Linked DNA regions of Rattus norvegicus: region 2 is linked to region 1. The links are chromatin contacts, called in public Hi-C maps. All regions are on one chromosome and are shown on one strand. Each heading gives the region's core, a stretch centred on a gene start, on an enhancer-like site or on the middle of the called end of the contact. The rest is flanking DNA. Distances are from core to core; before and after follow the strand shown. Region 1 overlaps Maml3 (mastermind-like transcriptional coactivator 3). Region 2 has its middle 81 kb from the start of Foxo1.

Evidence for each region. A called contact is a pair of places that touch in the nucleus more often than the background predicts.
Region 2: a Hi-C map of liver shows a contact between it and region 1, with 3 times the contacts expected there. The contact joins two enhancer-like sites. A contact is called at or near these places in 5 of 12 Hi-C or Micro-C datasets (frontal cortex, kidney, liver and 1 more).

What each region holds. Positions count from the first base shown.
Region 1 is chr2:138,063,961-138,068,114 of GRCr8, reverse strand. All of the region lies in intron 1 of Maml3 (mastermind-like transcriptional coactivator 3), which reads left to right. Among named protein-coding and RNA genes, the nearest start is that of Mgst2, 220 kb to the right of the region's middle. Within about 2 kb of position 2,489, at least 11 of the 93 cell types and tissues checked have an H3K27ac peak or open chromatin away from gene starts, as enhancers often do.
Region 2 is chr2:138,380,055-138,384,208 of GRCr8, reverse strand. No RefSeq gene overlaps it. Among named protein-coding and RNA genes, the nearest start is that of Foxo1, 81 kb to the left of the region's middle. Within about 2 kb of position 2,363, at least 35 of the 93 cell types and tissues checked have an H3K27ac peak or open chromatin away from gene starts, as enhancers often do.

The DNA of each region.
Region 1 (4,154 bases), core at 1,240-3,739:
ATTTCCAACTGTGGCCTCGCTGCGCCCGAATCAGTCCAGCCTCGCTGAGGTTTAAGTCCCCCACACCCATGGTAGCTCTGTGGCCATGACATGTCCCAAGTTTAACTCCTCCCACGGAGCATTTACCAGGTACACTCCAGGATGCCAGCTCTGGGGCTGGCGCCTTAGAGATGGGATGTTGGAGCCATGCACCTCAGAGGGCAAGGTCCCTGCAGACCTTTAATTTTGCTGTTAAAGGGTTCACCTGTTTGTGTCTATGCAGATGAGTCCACACCCTCCCTCCCTTAACAAGAGACAATTCTGTAACAAGTTGTACCAAAGTGTAAAAAGTAGCCTGTAGATTTTGTTAGGAAAACATCTTAAAGTCATTCCATTAATGTTCTTTTACACTATTCATTTCTGGGCTTTGTTTTTGAGAGTTTTCTTTTCTTTTTTCTTTCCTTTTTTGAGATGGAGTTTCAAATACAGCAGAATAGCTTGAAATTCACTGTATAGCCTAGGATCGCTGTAACTCCCCAGTGCTGGGATTCCATGCCTGGTTTATGCAGTGCTAGGAAAGGAACATGGAGCCTCATACATGTTGGACAGGTGCTCTGCAAACCGAGATCCATCCTAGGGGTAAGATCTGGAATATCCTAGTTTGATGGGGAGGAAAAGCATTATTTAGAAAGTCTTACAACTTCCAGTTCATCATGAAGGGAAGTTAGGCAGGACCTCAAGGCAGGAACCTGGAAGGAAGCAGGGACTGAATCAGAGGCCATAGAGGAACTCTGCTTGCTCAGCCTGCTTCTAATAAAACCTGTTAAGGGATGGCACCGCCCACAGTGGGCTGGCCTTTCCCACATCTATCATTAATCAAGAAAGTACCCCATAGGCTTGCTTGCCTGCAAGCCAATCTGATAGAGGCATTTTCTGAGTTGAGGTTCCTTCCTCCCAGGTGATCCCAGCTTATGTTAAATGACAGGGAAGGAGGTGGAGGGAGAGGAGGAAGAGGAGGAGAAAGAGGAGGAAGAGGAGGAAGAGGAGGAAGAGGCGGAGGAGGAAACAAACAAACAAACAAATAGAACAAAACAAAGAAAATAACTACCTCAGGGAATCCTTATTTCTGCCTTTGACCCTCGGATATTGAAGCTCTGATATTCCAGCACAATGCTCACAGCCACAGTAGAACAGATGTAGAGACACTCAGCCCTTGTCCCAGGACCAATCAGGGGAGGAGAGATTATAGGTGTGTGACCGAAATCATGTGACATGATAAGATCAATTTCCAAATCTGATTTTGTGAAGACCCTTTGATCTGACTTATGGCAATATTTATTATGGGTTATTTTCATTATTTAGGTTTTGTGTGAGTCTCTATGAGTTTATATAGACATATACTTAGAGATCAGAAGAGGGTGTTAAACCTCCAGGAGCTGGCAGTCGTCAGCCACCTGACATGAGTTCTGGAAACTGAGGTCTGGTCCTCTGCAATGAACACTCTGAGCTGACTTAATGTCATCGTTAGAAGCTGTTTGTGTTCTTTAAGGATAAACAACTTGTCTCAGACTGGGCGTTAGTCTGTTGTGTACAGGAGTGCTTGTAATGAGCATTTTAAAATTAATGTATTTGATAATCACAATCAAGTTTATTTGGGTTTAAAAAAAAACAGGGCATGCAAATACTGCTGAGAAACAAATTTAACAAGCTCTTTTTTTCCCCTAGTGTGGCCTCTATGGTAAAAATAGTAAAATGTGACCTTCTATGTCTTAAAATTCATTATTTTTTTTGACAGTGAAGTTTTGATGCAAAAAGCAGAAGTAACAAGAACAAATCAGAAAATGACTTCGTGTCAGAAAAACACACTCCCTGTTGTTTACACACGTTGACTTTATTGAGCTTAATTCCATCAAACAAACAAAATGGAGAAGCAATGGTTACAGCAAACGAGGCTTCCAAGGCTTAACCTCTTGCAACAGGTCCGGGTGTGGAATGTTCCACAGGATCCTAGCCAAGTTCCTTCAGCCACTGTTTCCTCCTGCTCTGTCCTTTCCAGTGGGGTGGCCAGGACCCAAGCCTAGATTTGCACGTCTCCAATAATCACTTCCTAGCGGCTAAACATGTTTCCCATCGTAACTGCCTTTGCTCCCTCTCTAGGAAAGAGAAAATGGAAGCTAAGTTTTATCCAAACTTCCTTCAAAACAAAAAAAGCCGTGGCATTCAAATCACGCATCTGAAGCACAGGGGTTACTGACACAGTAGAATTCCCTTGGAAACAAAATGGGATGTTTGGTTGAAAAGAAAAGGTGAATTTCTAGCTCCTTCCGGACTTTTGCCGTGAGTAAAACGTGAAAATGAAATATCAGAAAATCCAAGATGAGGAGATGAGCTTCAGATCTTCCACCCCCCTCCAGTCCCCCGCCTTTTGCTGAGGCCGTATCTAAACTATCCCAGATGGCTGCTCTATTTTTAAAGAACTCCAGAGAAGGAGTCTCTCCCACCTCTTCAGTCACCCATCTCAGAAGCTCGTGTTCCTTGCTCCCAGGATGTTTTCTGAGAGCCCCGGTGGTGTGTGTGTGGGGTGGAGTGGGGAGATTGTCTTCAGATCGGGACCGTTTGGGATTTTGCCGTAAGGTTCAGGGGAAGAAGCTCAGGGTTCCAGCAGGGTCTTTCTCTCTCTAATCTTAGGATTTCAGTTTTGTGAAGGATCTTCTTGAGGGTCATTCCAAAATCCTCTTGGGCTTCTGATCTGTATAGCACTTCCAAAAGGAGGAAGCCTGAGTGAGTAAATAGTCATGTTTAGGACTCAGGAGAAGAACATCTTCATGGCTACATACACCTTCCCCGGGAACAGACTCGCAGAGGAAAGCGCTCATTCACTCTTCCCTTCCTTTCTCCAGTACTTCCTGGAAAACCCTCAGATGTTGGCTGACACTGAGACACATAAGAAAGGATAGCAGGCAAGGTCACGACCTCTGAGTCTGTACTCCTGTGGAGAAGGTGACCCACGGGGAGGCGTACAAGGTGAGGGGGCTATGAACTATGACAGGGGGAGCACCATAAAGACAGAACAGATGAAAGTGAGAGAAAGAGCTGGGAGGGAGGCAGGGTCCCACCTGGAGCTGAGTCTGCCCCTCTGAACAGATAGGGAACCTCAGAGTAGGCAGGCCATATTTGCAAGGGCGCTCTGGTACAGGAGAGGATGGGCCCAAAGGACTTTGGAGACATCAGGCCAACCAGCATTTCCTAAGCCCTGTGACAAATTTAACTTCGATGAATGTGAAAATCTGTAGAAATTTAGACAGAACAGCATGATATGACTTTTCTTCTGTTGTTGTTGTTGTTTTGGGGGGAAGGATAGGTTTTTGTTTTTGTTTTTGGCTTTGGGGTTTTAGTTTGTTTGTTTTTTAGAGACAGGTTTTTCTGTATAGCCCTGGCTGGCCTGGAACTCACTATATAGACCAGCCTGGTCTTGTACTCACAGAGATCCACCTGCCCCTGCTTCCCTAGTGCTGGGCTTACTTGAAGAGGATAGACTGGAGAGGGTAAAGTGGGAATTGATGACACGGCCAGTACATTTACTGAGGTTTGGAGGAGGGTGGGGCCACCTCTGATAAAACCATGGAAACTCATGAGAGTGACAGGTGTGGGGCCTGTGCGCTGGCCACACCCACGTACCTACCACTTTAACAAAATATGAAAAGCTCAAAACTTAGAGAGTCACGTTTCTGTTTTTCAGGTGATTTGCCCTGAGTGCCTGTCTATTCCACACATGGAAAATATATGTGAATCCTTGACTAAGAAATGCTAAGGAGAGACAGGAAACCTTAATAGATGGATCATAGCATTAGAAGTAATCGCAGAAGTCATTTTCTCCTGCCTTCCACTCATAAAAGAAATACCTTTACAAATACCCGGCACATGAATGCGTAGCCTGGTTAGGGAAAGTTCGAGCGACAGGAAGCTCATTAGCCTCAGGAGGCCACTGGGAAACTTAATCTATTTTCCCCCAGCTCCTCCAGAGATAGAAGATGGGTTCTTTCCCCTGTTATAAGTAACCCATGATCTTAGTTTCATGTCCGACCTACGAAGGTTAAATGGAGTTCTTTTCCTACTAGGGGACCATCAACTATTAAGGGGGAGCCACGCCCTTCCTGTCCCTCACTTTTCTCATT
Region 2 (4,154 bases), core at 1,114-3,613, 320 kb before region 1:
GTTCTTTGGTTGCTGAATTCCATATTTAAATTTAGCCTGCAAATGAAAAAAAAAAGCAGTTTTTACAACTCTAAATACACTTTCTACTACTGAGAATGGTGATTGAAGCAAAAGTAAAAATAGCTGCTCACACCACGATTTGAGGAAATCTAAATCTGAAACGATCTTTTTTTTTTTCATTTGCATGCTACCAAATAAGGACATGGGGAAGCAGTGAGTCACCAAGATTCTAGCATTTACCAGACTGCAACATGAGAGGGAAGCACTCTCTAGGATGAGGCTTGGAGGCTCTGTGACTGACATCTGCCCCATCCCCCATGCGGAACCTTATGCGCCTACCTGAAAAAAAAAGGGCCCAATTTCTTTTTCTAATTCTTAGGGCAGTGTTTCAGTGAATAATATTCATGTTTCAGACTCTCGAGCCTATGGAATAGTGTCCCACATCTAAGGAACAACTCACAGATCTTTCAACCTCTGTTACCTCAGTTGATCACACTCGATTTGCACAGAATCCTTAAGGCACAGCATGAAGTTGCCACATAGACCATCACCGAACTGTGGATGTCTCTGCAGAGACAGGGTGAATCACCAGCTGGGAGGGGGTGGACGGAGGATGACACAAAGGAAAACAAGATTTAGAGATCTAGGCTCCCTGTTACCCTGTCACATGGTCCCTGCATAAACCAATGTTCTTAAAGTTCGAAAGCCCAACTGAAAGGTTCAGGCACTGCCTGCCAACCTGGTGTTTTCTTCCCCGGCTCTTGGAAGACAGTTTAAAAAGAGTTCGGGAATGTTCTGGTCTTTTGTTTGGAAATTTTTCCTGCTTGTTGACTAGTTGTCTGCGGACTGCGAGGTGGGTCTGTTTGCGTTAAACAGGCTGAACAATCTATAAAGCACACCGGCTGCTTTCGAGGCTGGCTTATTTTGGATGTGCAGAGACGTGTACTGAGTTGCTCATTTACGACTGAAACTCTTCTGTGCTCAGTGTGACACAGGAAGACTTTGAAGGCAACGGTAGCTGTTGTGGGATGTTCTTGCAAGGTGGTACAAGAAAAATGTCTCTGTTTCTTAGCACATGACCAACTGTGTGCATCTCCCCTAAGATTTTTATTATTACTACTACTACTACTACTACTACTACTACTACAGGGTCTTGTAAAGAAATTTGCATTACTGAAGCTTTTGGGGGAGCCACTTATCCCCTTTTATCAGAAGACCACCAAACAGAATCCCAAGCACGGAAGCCATTCCTTGTTCTTAATCACAGGAGTTCAAATCCTCTATCACAAGAGAAATAGTTTCTGGGGAGTTATGGATTGCTATAGCCAGTTTTACATATTATCATAACAAAAAAAAATGAAGAACCAAACAATGCTGCCCCCTTCATTGTGTAAAGGAGAAATAAATGGAGGGGACTGCCAGCGAGCTAGGAAGCCCTTTGGTCCCAACCCTTCCCTTATCGCCCATCTTCCTGCAAGGAAGCTCAATGGCTGCCAGAAAGGAGGAGACCATGACTGTGAGCTGGTCAGGTCAGGGGTTGCTGGGCATCAAAACAGCAAAAGGCAGGGGTGAGCAAAGCAGATTGGTCCTACCTTAAGCAGACCTGGTCCTGCCTTTTATCTCTAATTACTTGCGTGACTTTGGATAAGCACTTCACCTCTCTCATCTCTAAAATGACAGACTGGAGCTAAGTTCTCAGAGTCGTCTCCAACAACTCTAGTGGGGCAGCGGGTGTGTGTGTGTGTGTGTGTGTGTGTGTGTGTGTGTGTGTGTGTGTAGATTCTTTTATTAAGGATTCTTATGAAGGCTGTGAAGAAAAGCTGACTGTCCCTGCTAGCTGCAAAAGAGCAGACTCTGGAGGAGCTGTGAAATGATCCACAAGGAATCCCTGTGGAGGGTTGAAAAACTATAGAATTGTGGAATTGTGTGTAACGTGCCATCCGAGTGGGGCTCTCTGAGGCCATACAAAATGGGACACGTTAAAGCAAAGAACCCAGGCTTTTGAAGCCAGCCTATGCCCCTACTTCATTCTGCAGTCTCTTCCCATGATAATGCAGCACCTTGTGCTCACAATTAAATGTCAGCCACGGAAAACATTTCCTTTGGCTTTGTTGTTCCAGGACCTGATTCTTTTGTCCTCCATATAATGGATATGCAGAAACAATGACAGAACAGAGATTTTTTTTCCCTTTTCTAAAGCGATGACAAACACAGTGCTCCTTCCCTTCCTCCCTCCTTCCTCCTTGTCCCCACCCCCTAAAATAAATCATTGTTCAGGAAAAAAAAAATCCCATTGTCTATTGTCCACGGAAGATCAAGATCTGCCTAGGAACAGCTCAGGCAGACGCGGCAGTGCTCCTGGATGTCCTGTAGGTGGCGCACGAAGGCAGCGCTGGCGGAAGCGCGGCCGGTGGCAAGGATGGGGGGGGGGTTCGCCTCCCGCAGCCGCCGCCACCCCCGCCCCCTGCCGCCCCCCTCCTCGCGTGCTAATTGCTGGAACCACCACTGGGACTTAGGTCCGGGAGAAAGAGAGCGGGAAGGAGGAGGGGAAGGGAAGTGCGGGCTCTAGCTCCAAACACACAAAGCCTCTGGGGCCTGGGGCAGGGTGCCCTCCCTCTGGTTTCTGTCCCCGGGCGGAGCTGCTGCATCCCCGGCTCCCGCCATAGGAGAACCGCGACCCGAGTGTGGGAGTCCCAGACACCTCTGACCCCGGCCTCCCACAGGGCTTGGAGACCTGCCGCTGAGCAGCAGGGAGGCTCCCAAGTAGACACCTGTCCTCCACATCCGCGCGTCCCCCCACCCCCACCCTGGTCACTGCGGACCTCATCTCTTCCTTGTCGCTGGCCTGAGCTGGCATCTGGAGTCAAGATGAACACTCCATGCCTTACTTGGCCTCCAACCTCTGTGGGAGAACCTGGTGTTAAGGTGCATAGGCAGGTGGGGGGGCTTTGCGACCTTGAATTTACTAATACCCCCCCACACTCCCCACCCCACTCCCCAGCCCTTCACCTCATGAGCTGACAGTCACAGGCTGTCTCCTGAGACGAGATTTCTTTTAAAACGGTGTTTAATTTAGGGGGCCAGACAGCATAAACAACCTACTGTCTGTAACCCTTAGGACAGACCTGTCATCGCTATCACCAAGCTAGAAGATGAAGGGGCCCAACTGGATGTGCAAAGAAATGGCCGTTAGGATGTCTGAGCTCCCATCTTTGGCTTTGCCAAAGCTGTGTGAGGCCTCCCTCCTCTCTTTGGAATTCAACCTCTTGTGATTTATAACCAGTTGCTGTTGGGTCTCTCTTAGACCCATGTATACCATTAACTTTGGAGTCAGGCTTGCTCAGTTGGAGTCCTGGCTCCCCCATTTAGTAGCTGGGAGGCCATGTGAGTCATCACACACACACACACACACACACACACACACACACACACACCTCAAGTTTCAGTAGCGGCCATGGAGCCTCCTTCAGATTCCTGGTGAAGATTTGCAGAGATAAATCTTAGAAGCTGCCCAGCATACACTATATTTAAATTTCACAGTTTGAATTGGACTACCTTACGGACGATAATGGAGGTTCGCTGAGCTATCCACAGATCTGCCGGAGGTGGATGGAGCAACAGCAGGCTGACAGCAGGCTTCTCTACGCTCATCTGAGTCAGAAAGGTCATGTATGTCCCTTCCGGGAAAAGAGCAGCAATCCTGTGAGACCACATTTCCCCCAGAGGATTCCCAGTGAACACCCAAACGCTTAAGGAGGTCACCAAATGACCAGAGCCATACTTGAGTAGAGAAGAGCCTTGTCAGAGTGGGAATGGATTTCAAACTGTCTTCTAAGCACTGGTCTGTACCTGGCCATTGGTGACTGCTCATTCCCCGTATGAATGGACACTGATCCCCAAGCAGAGGCTGAGTGGCTGGGTAAGGCACCAAGCCCTGCCCCCATTAGGGTATAAGGAGAGAGAAATAGTTGGTGATGCTACCGCCTGCCCAAGGCGGTTTAAGAATCCAGAAGCCCTTGACCATTCTCTAAAAAGGCACTCAAGCGTTTCCACAAGTGTCTGGTCTGTAGAACTCTTTCGGGGTTCAGGCATTAGGCAGACCATCCCTACAGTCGGTTGCCACAGCGGGCAGCAGAGTCAAGAGGCAGCTGTAG